2 separate regions of the Sus scrofa genome follow, and region 1 is linked to region 2. A link is a contact called in public HiChIP or PLAC-seq data. All regions are on one chromosome and are shown on one strand. The core of a region is the stretch at or near the end of the contact, and the rest is flanking DNA. Distances in the headings are between cores, read along the strand shown. Region 1 has its middle 53 kb from the start of CLEC2D. Region 2 overlaps CLEC1A (C-type lectin domain family 1 member A).

What was found. HiChIP or PLAC-seq counts read pairs in DNA pulled down with a chosen protein or histone mark.
Region 1: a contact with region 2 is called in an H3K27ac HiChIP or PLAC-seq map of alveolar macrophages. The contact joins two enhancer-like sites. A contact is called at or near these places in 2 of 2 datasets of contacts at active chromatin or transcription factors (alveolar macrophages and skeletal muscle).

The regions. Positions count from the first base shown.
Region 1 is chr5:62,172,265-62,176,041 of Sscrofa11.1, forward strand. No RefSeq gene overlaps it. Among named protein-coding and RNA genes, the nearest start is that of CLEC2D, 53 kb to the right of the region's middle. Within about 2 kb of position 2,212, at least 24 of the 83 cell types and tissues checked have an H3K27ac peak or open chromatin away from gene starts, as enhancers often do. A contact at or near this core is called in alveolar macrophages, where this site is marked.
Region 2 is chr5:61,860,951-61,864,669 of Sscrofa11.1, forward strand. It overlaps CLEC1A (C-type lectin domain family 1 member A), which reads left to right. Exons shown (of 6, transcript XR_002344110.1): 2 at 1,676-1,844; 3 at 3,634-3,719. Among named protein-coding and RNA genes, the nearest start is that of CLEC1A, 14 kb to the left of the region's middle. Within about 2 kb of position 1,726, at least 21 of the 83 cell types and tissues checked have an H3K27ac peak or open chromatin away from gene starts, as enhancers often do. A contact at or near this core is called in alveolar macrophages, where this site is marked.

The DNA.
Region 1 (3,777 bases), core at 962-3,461, 310 kb after region 2:
CATAAAAAAAAAAAAAAAAGAAGACGAAAAAAAAAAAAAAAAAAAGAAAGAAAAGATAATTGTGCTATTTACTAAAGATTCTAAGAAACAGTCCCAGTCCAAGGCTGATGAGCTCTGTTCCACAATCACCCCTTATCACCCCAGTTCAGCAGGAAGTAGCCAGAAAGACCATCACCCCTTTTCCCACAAGACTGTGGAATGGACATGGACAGTGGGGAATTGTAGTAGGGAATAACAAATCCGATTCCATATTATATCCGTTTCTTTTCCTTTAACCTTTGTACAGCTTATAGTATATATAATTGCCCATTTCAGGGAACCTGCCCCACCCCCCAAGCTTGACTCTAAACTAAAATAACTTTGTTCAGCTCACAGAGAACATTCTAATCCAGCCCACCCATGAATAGCTGCAGGAAAGAAGAAATTAAAACATCCTCTCTGGAGTTCCCGTCGTGGCGCAGTGGTTAACGAATCCGACTAGGAACCATGAGGCTGCGGGTTCGATCCCTGCCCTTGCTCAGTGGGTCAAGGTTCCGGCGTTGCCGTGAGCTGTGGTGTAGGTCACAGACGCGGCTCGGATCCTGCGTTGCTGTGGCTCTGGCGTAGGCTGGCAGCTACAGCTCCGATTCGACCTCTAGCCCGGGAACCTCCATATGCCGCAGGAGCGGCCCAAGAAATGGCAAAAAAAAAAAAAAAAAAAAAAAAACATCCTCTCTGAAGCCAGGAGATATTTGCAACAACTTATGACATATTGCCTGTTTTAGAAAATTGTTGCTTCTTGCATTGACAAATGTGTGACTGAGCCTCTGATAATACATAGTTGCATATGAGATCCATGATTGTAATTGTGTAACTCTGGATATGGGAAGAAGCAACAAGAAGGACTATTTTCCTGAACCATAAAAGACTTGTAAGATAAGTGGTCTAGAGTTTTTTTGCTACTTTTTCTTTTTTTTTTTTTTTTCTTTTTTTTTTTTTGGCTTTTTGCCATTTCCTTGGCCGCTCCCGCAGCACATGGAGGTTTCCAGGCTAGGGGCTGAATCGGAGATGTAGTCACTGGCCTACGCCAGAGCCACAGCAACACAGGATCCGAGCCGCGTCTGCAACCTACACCACAGCTCACAGCAACACCAGATCCTTAACCCACTGAGCGAGGCCAGGGATTGAACCTGAAACCTCATGGTTCCTAGTCAGATTCCTTAACCACTGAGCCACGACGGGAACTCCTCTCCACTGTTAAATAAGGCCTAGTCCAGTAATAACACACTGAGTGGCCTTTCAAAGCAATGGTCACCTGACTTGGGAATGAGCACTCCTGGCACCATGGGATGAAAGGCCCCCCAAACCATGGTCAAGTTTATGACACTAAAGGGGCCCTGACAACTAAAATTTGGCACTTGTCATCTGCCTCTACAAGGATTTCGGTCACTAGCCACTGCAGTCGCTGACCTTCAACACCCCCTGAAGGGAATTCAGGGTGGGTATCAGGAATGAGGCACTCTGTGCGCTCAGAAGAACTGATAGAACCAGCCTTCAGATAGCTAGATAGTTTCAGGAGAAGATTTTATGAGCCCCAATTCTTGCATCTTCTCTTATCTAGAAAAGCACTAAAATCATCAATGGTAACATCTACTTTGGCCATTGAGGAGAGAAATGCATTTGGAAGTAAAAATGGAGTAGCTGTGTTAGACTCAGGTGCCACCAGCCACTCTCAAAGCAGTGTCTGCTGATAAAACGGAGCAGGACCCTATGCGTATCTCTGTCAGGTTTGTGATTAACTTCTTTACCTAAACTTGTATTCCCTTCCTTGTCCAACACTTGTTCTCAAGATTTACCTCAGCAGGACCCTATGGGGTTTCCCTGGGGCAGGCCCTTCCCACATTTCCTGTGCTTTAGCTCCTCTCTGAATCATAACCTGTATCCTGTCAGAGGTTGACAGGAACGGCCCGACCTGACCTCCTTGGACAGCGACAGGAACAAAGGATTTCTAAACCAGGAAGTTTGCAACAACCAACCATACCCTTCCCTTCCCTTGCCTTTAAAAATGCTTTGCAATTTTGGTTCAGGAAGTTCAAGATATTTGGGAGGCATAAGCCACCCATTTCCTTGCGTGGCTCTGCAATAAATTTTCTCTGCTCAAAACTCTGATGATTTGATTTGTTTGGCCTCACTGTGTGTCGGGCATACACAGGCTTGTGCTAACACTTCTGGGAAAGTATCTGCTAGTGTGGCCCTCTGCCCAGATTCTGAGCACTTAACCCATCCCCAAGGTACCACTATGAGAAGAGTGATTCCCCAAATGCTTACTTACTTCTCTCCTGTTTCTCCAGTTCCTTGAAAACTTTCCAGTCCCTTTAGAAACATCTTGTTTTTTTTGTTTTTGTTTTTGTTTTTTTTGGTTTTTTTTTTTTTTTTTTTGGTTTGTACCCAGCTCTTCTCAGTATCAACTTGGTCTCTCTCAATTTGTATTATTATAAACAGAAGTACATACAAACTTTCAGGTTTATCCTTTTAACATTATTTCCTGATTTCTTTCTTTTTTTTTTTTTTTTTTGGTTAAACCGAAAAGGAAGTAAATTTTGATAAATTGCATGTTTTCTTGGAATTCTCACACAGCTGACAGAATGAATAACATTACTTTTACTATCTTGATCATAGCATGAAAACATAAAGCTACAGTTTATCACTCACTGTGATCCAGAAATATTGCAAAAAGATTTCAATAGGTCTCATTTAATTGGTCCAGCTAGATAATGAGGCTGATATTATTACTTTTATTTTAAGATGAGCTCTTTGAGAGAGGGACCAAGTAAGCTTGTTCTAAGTTCACTGTTGTGACAAGAGCCCACAATTAAATGATTTGATGTGGAAATTAGTTTGAAATTAAGGTAAGAAAAATAAAGGTCAAGTGTTGGCTCATGTGACATTTCTGGGTTAGTCTGTGAGCATAAAATCCTAGATTTCTATTTTAAACTGTGTAAATGTCCTTATTAGATGGATTGTGTGAATCCTGAGGCATATCATCCTGCTTTCTCTAAGAATTCCCCTCTTTATGAAAACTGAAAGCTGAGTGGAGTCACAATGATATGGTCACTCATGTACCATTTTGGTACATATTTTTGAAGCTTCATACCTTTGAATCACCATGCAAAGTCAGTTGCGAGTGCTGGAGAATGACAAGCTATGGTCTCTTTCAGGAAACCGAAAAGTTAAGTGGGTGTATATGATTCATTATGACAAAGTGCAAAAGGCAGCGAAAGGAATGATTATGAGAGCACGGAATGAGGTACTTACCCCGGGGACATTTTCCCACGGAAATGTTTAATAAATCTGCAAACTGAAGAACTGAATAGGAGATAGCTAAGAGAAAAAGTGAGGTGTTTGAGATGGAAGGAGAAGTGTTCCAGTTGAAGGACACTTGCATTAATTTATGCCCAAAGAAAAGAAACTCTGTCGTGTAGTTAGGAAACCATGGCTTGAGCACAAGTCATGAAAGGAGAAGTATGAGAAAATAACTTTCTAATGAACACAAGGGCTTTTTGTTATACTGTGTGGATTTAGATATCCTAACCCATATCCCTGTTAACTTATGAAGACCTGTATCTGATAGCTGATACCACACATAAGATACAGTCGTATGGTTTTACATGGTGTTTAGGGAGTTGCCATGTGAGGGGAGAGAGAGCACAGAGAGTTATTTTAATTCCACTGAGGAAAAGGGAATTTATTTTTCTTTTCCAAAAGAAAAACCCTTTTTCATTGGACCAATATTTAGTA
Region 2 (3,719 bases), core at 476-2,975:
TTTTATTCTAAGTGCACTAAAACTATTGCCAGTTTTTAAGTCATGAAGTAACATAATACAATTTCCACTTTAAAAATAAATCTGGGTCTTTAGGAAAAGTAATGCAGATCTTATTCTAAAAATAAGGATATGATTATAAAGAAAGTTCCCATTGTGGCTCCTTGGGTTAACAACCTGACATAGCCTCCATGAGGATGCAGGTTCCATCCCTGGCCTCACCAGTGGGTTAATGTTCTGACATTGCTTGCTGCAAGCTGTGGTGTAGGCTGCAGATGTGGCTCAGATCTGGCATTGCTGTAGCTGTAGGGTAGGCTGCAGCTGCAGCTCTGATTCAACCCCTGGCCCAGGAATTTCCATATGCGGCAGGTGCAGCCATTAAAAAAAAAAAAAAAAAAAAAAAAAAGGAAAAGAAAAAAGATCCACATTCTAAAATATATCAATGTCTGCATCCAGATTTTTATTTATTTTCCCTGTTAACTTGTAAGTCTCAAAGGATAGTGGTCATATTTTCTATTCCTATACTATCTCTACTAGTTATAATTCCCCACTTGGAACTAATGTTTAGCACAGATCTCTGTACCTGAAATATATCATGCAGAGAACTTTGCTAAAAAAGGAAATGAATGTATGTGCCTTTAATTTTTCTGCTTGAGAACTTGACTTAAATTCCCGATGAAGTGAAATTCACAGGTTGTGAAGAATTTGTTTCAGGGTTTTCCATCCCTCTGTTTTATTTTAACCACAAATCCCAGATACTACCTGACTGGGGGTCTTCCTTGTCAGGTATTTGTGGTCATTCAGATCCATAGCTGACCTCACTAGGTAATGGGTTTACTCTGGACTCAGAGGAGCCTTTGCAATCTGCACAAAGGCAAGGGCAAGGGAAGGATGCTGGCAGCAGGTGATCACTTGGATCACTTAGAAGATCATTTAGATCCATCCTTGGGAAATAGATAACCATATTTATTTTTTAGTCTGTATTTATAATCTATTTTTGGAGCTAGAGATCAAAAGAATGAGCAGACAAAATCCCTATAAAAGTGAATCTTCCTATAAAGAAATTCCCCAAAGAAACAGTAAAACAATCATTTGCCATTACTGATATGTAGTTTGCATACCAGTTTATTAGATATAATTATAGATAGAGAAATGATAGATATAGATATTGTAGATAGAGATTGATTATAGATACAGATATTATTATAGCTATTATAGATAGGGTATATTAGAAGAATCATTTGGGGAACTCGGGAGGGGGTGTTTTGCAGTAACAACGAATTAATTCCACTTGTTCTCTGATCATGTGAAAAATTGTTCTTTGTTAAGCCATTTTTTTGAGAGTCTTTCACAACTCTAATTTTGACAAAAAGAAGGTTATACACACAGCCTTATAGAGATAGTGTACAAAACTTGAATCAGTGCAACGTAGGACTGGGTGGATGGGGAGGGGAGGGGAGGGTAGGGCTTGTGAAAGAATCTAGCTGTGATAAGTGAGGCTTGGCATGGAGCCCTGTGGCCACGTTTCCAGGACAGAGGGAGTGTTATCCAGTTCATGAATACTGTTGTCCGGCAAATTCTGTGTCTTCCCAGAACCAGCTCCTCTCACTCACATGCTGCTGACATGGATCCAAGAGGAAGACAAAGTGAAACCCTGTCTTTTGTCTTGTGCCTGCAGAGCACCGGCCTCCCTCTTCTGCTTGGCGTCCCGTGGCCCTGACCCTGCTGACTCTGTGTTTGGTGCTGCTGATTGGCCTGGCAGCTCTGGGGCTTGTGTGTAAGTCTGCGCCTTGACTTGGGAGCGGCTCCTGGTGTAACCGAAACGAAGCCTCTGTACACTGGCATCAGTTAAGTCTCGGAGACAGAGTTTGGGGTGATGCAGAAAGAACAGCTTTATGGCTTTGCCAGGCAAAGGAAGCCACAGCAGGCTTACACCCTCAAAACTGTGTCCTGCCTGGAGAGCAGGGGGTTTTATAGGGTTAGCTTGAAATAAACAGGGCTTTGATAAGGATTAGGGTGCCTGCAGTTTTCTCCCTCCATAGATCATTTCATTGTCATCAAGGCTGGCGTCAGGGGATCTGGTGCCAGTTTCTGGTGGTCTTTGGGGTTATCGCACCTTGACCTTCTCTCTGCAGGGAAGATTGCTCAGAACAGGAAGAGGGTATTAGGGAGTGTCTCAGAGGAAACGAAAACACCAGGTTCGATGTAACTCTAACAAGAAAGTAACCATTAGTAACCAGTTAGCGGGCCAAGGCAGGACCTAATGGAGACAGCTGAGACTGAGGGGTGGCCCGGGAGGCTAAAGGAAAAGCCTTTTACTTCAAAACAGAAGAACTCAGGGGTTTGTACACAGTTTCACTGGTTGCAAGATTTGTCTAGGATGAGAAATATTTGTTATGAATTTTCTTTCTTTTTTTTTTTTACTTTAATTCTGGAGCCTCTGAAGAAGTCAATACGCCTTATTCTAATGCAATTCAGTAAATGATGAATATAATGGAAGAAGCACAAAAATACACCAATCACTTACCAGCTAGACTTTTACATTCTATTTGAAAGGTTTTTGCCGGTTGGTTGATAGGACAATATTTAACGTCAGCAATTTTTAATGAATGTATACCTCAGCCCTCTTCCATTCACAAAAGAGTGCAGCGGCAGCGGTTTTTGCTTTTAGCATTCGGAGCTCAGTGGGCTAAGCAGAGAGAAATATTTTTTTATATCCCGCCCCCTCCATGTAAAGAGAAGAGACCAGGACTTTAATCATGATTACATTTTTCAAAAAGTGCAGGAAGTTATAGAATCATTTTGCAAAGACTTGTGAAAATCAAATAAGGAAGAATTCACATATGAAAGTCTTTAAATTTCAAGCTAGTTAAGGACAAAGTAAAAAAAGGAAGTGGGTGAATTTGTTTCATCAGATGGAGACCCTACAGCAATATTTCCTGAACAGGTGAAAACATGGTTCAAGGTAAAAGATCACATAGAAAAGCAAGTTTTAAAGTAAAAGTTTTTTTTAATAGAAAATTTTAGAACTTGTTTGTAACCTTAAATTTTGAAATTAAAAAATATGTATTTCTTAGTGTTTCTATCCTGATCCCCCAATTTTTACTTCATTTTGATGTAAGTATTGTTTTGCAAACACCATTCTTTTTAGTGGTATAAAGTAATTCCCATGATTCATGAAGGATTTTTCTACTTAAATTTAGAAACCTGGAGTTTAAAGCTAAGTGTTGAAATTTTCTACCCAAGTGATATTAAGAAAGTCACTTGTTCTCACTGAGCCCAATTGCAAAGCTATAAAAATACAGAAATAATAATATGACTATTTCAGCGACTGAATGGGATAATAATGCATGGTGCATTGTCACTACTCAATATAATCATCAGCGGATACTTGAATTTATTTATAAGTTTAGGTTGAGTAATGGTAAAAGACTTATTGAGCAGTAAATAAGGTTAAGGAATTTATCCCTGAAGTTAGAAGCTGTTATGATTCCACGCTTTCAGGTAAGGAAGCAGAGAAAATAATTTGCCCAAGGCAATACAATTTATTGTGTACTACAGTCCAGCCTTGAATATAAGCAATACGAGATCTCAGGATCTGGGATCTTAAACACCATCCTGTTTTGTCTTCCCTAGGTATAGAAAATAGAAATAGAAATACAAGTGAAGAAATAAGCTGTCCAGTCTGACTTGGTAACTTGGGTTAGTTTTTCAGTTCTACC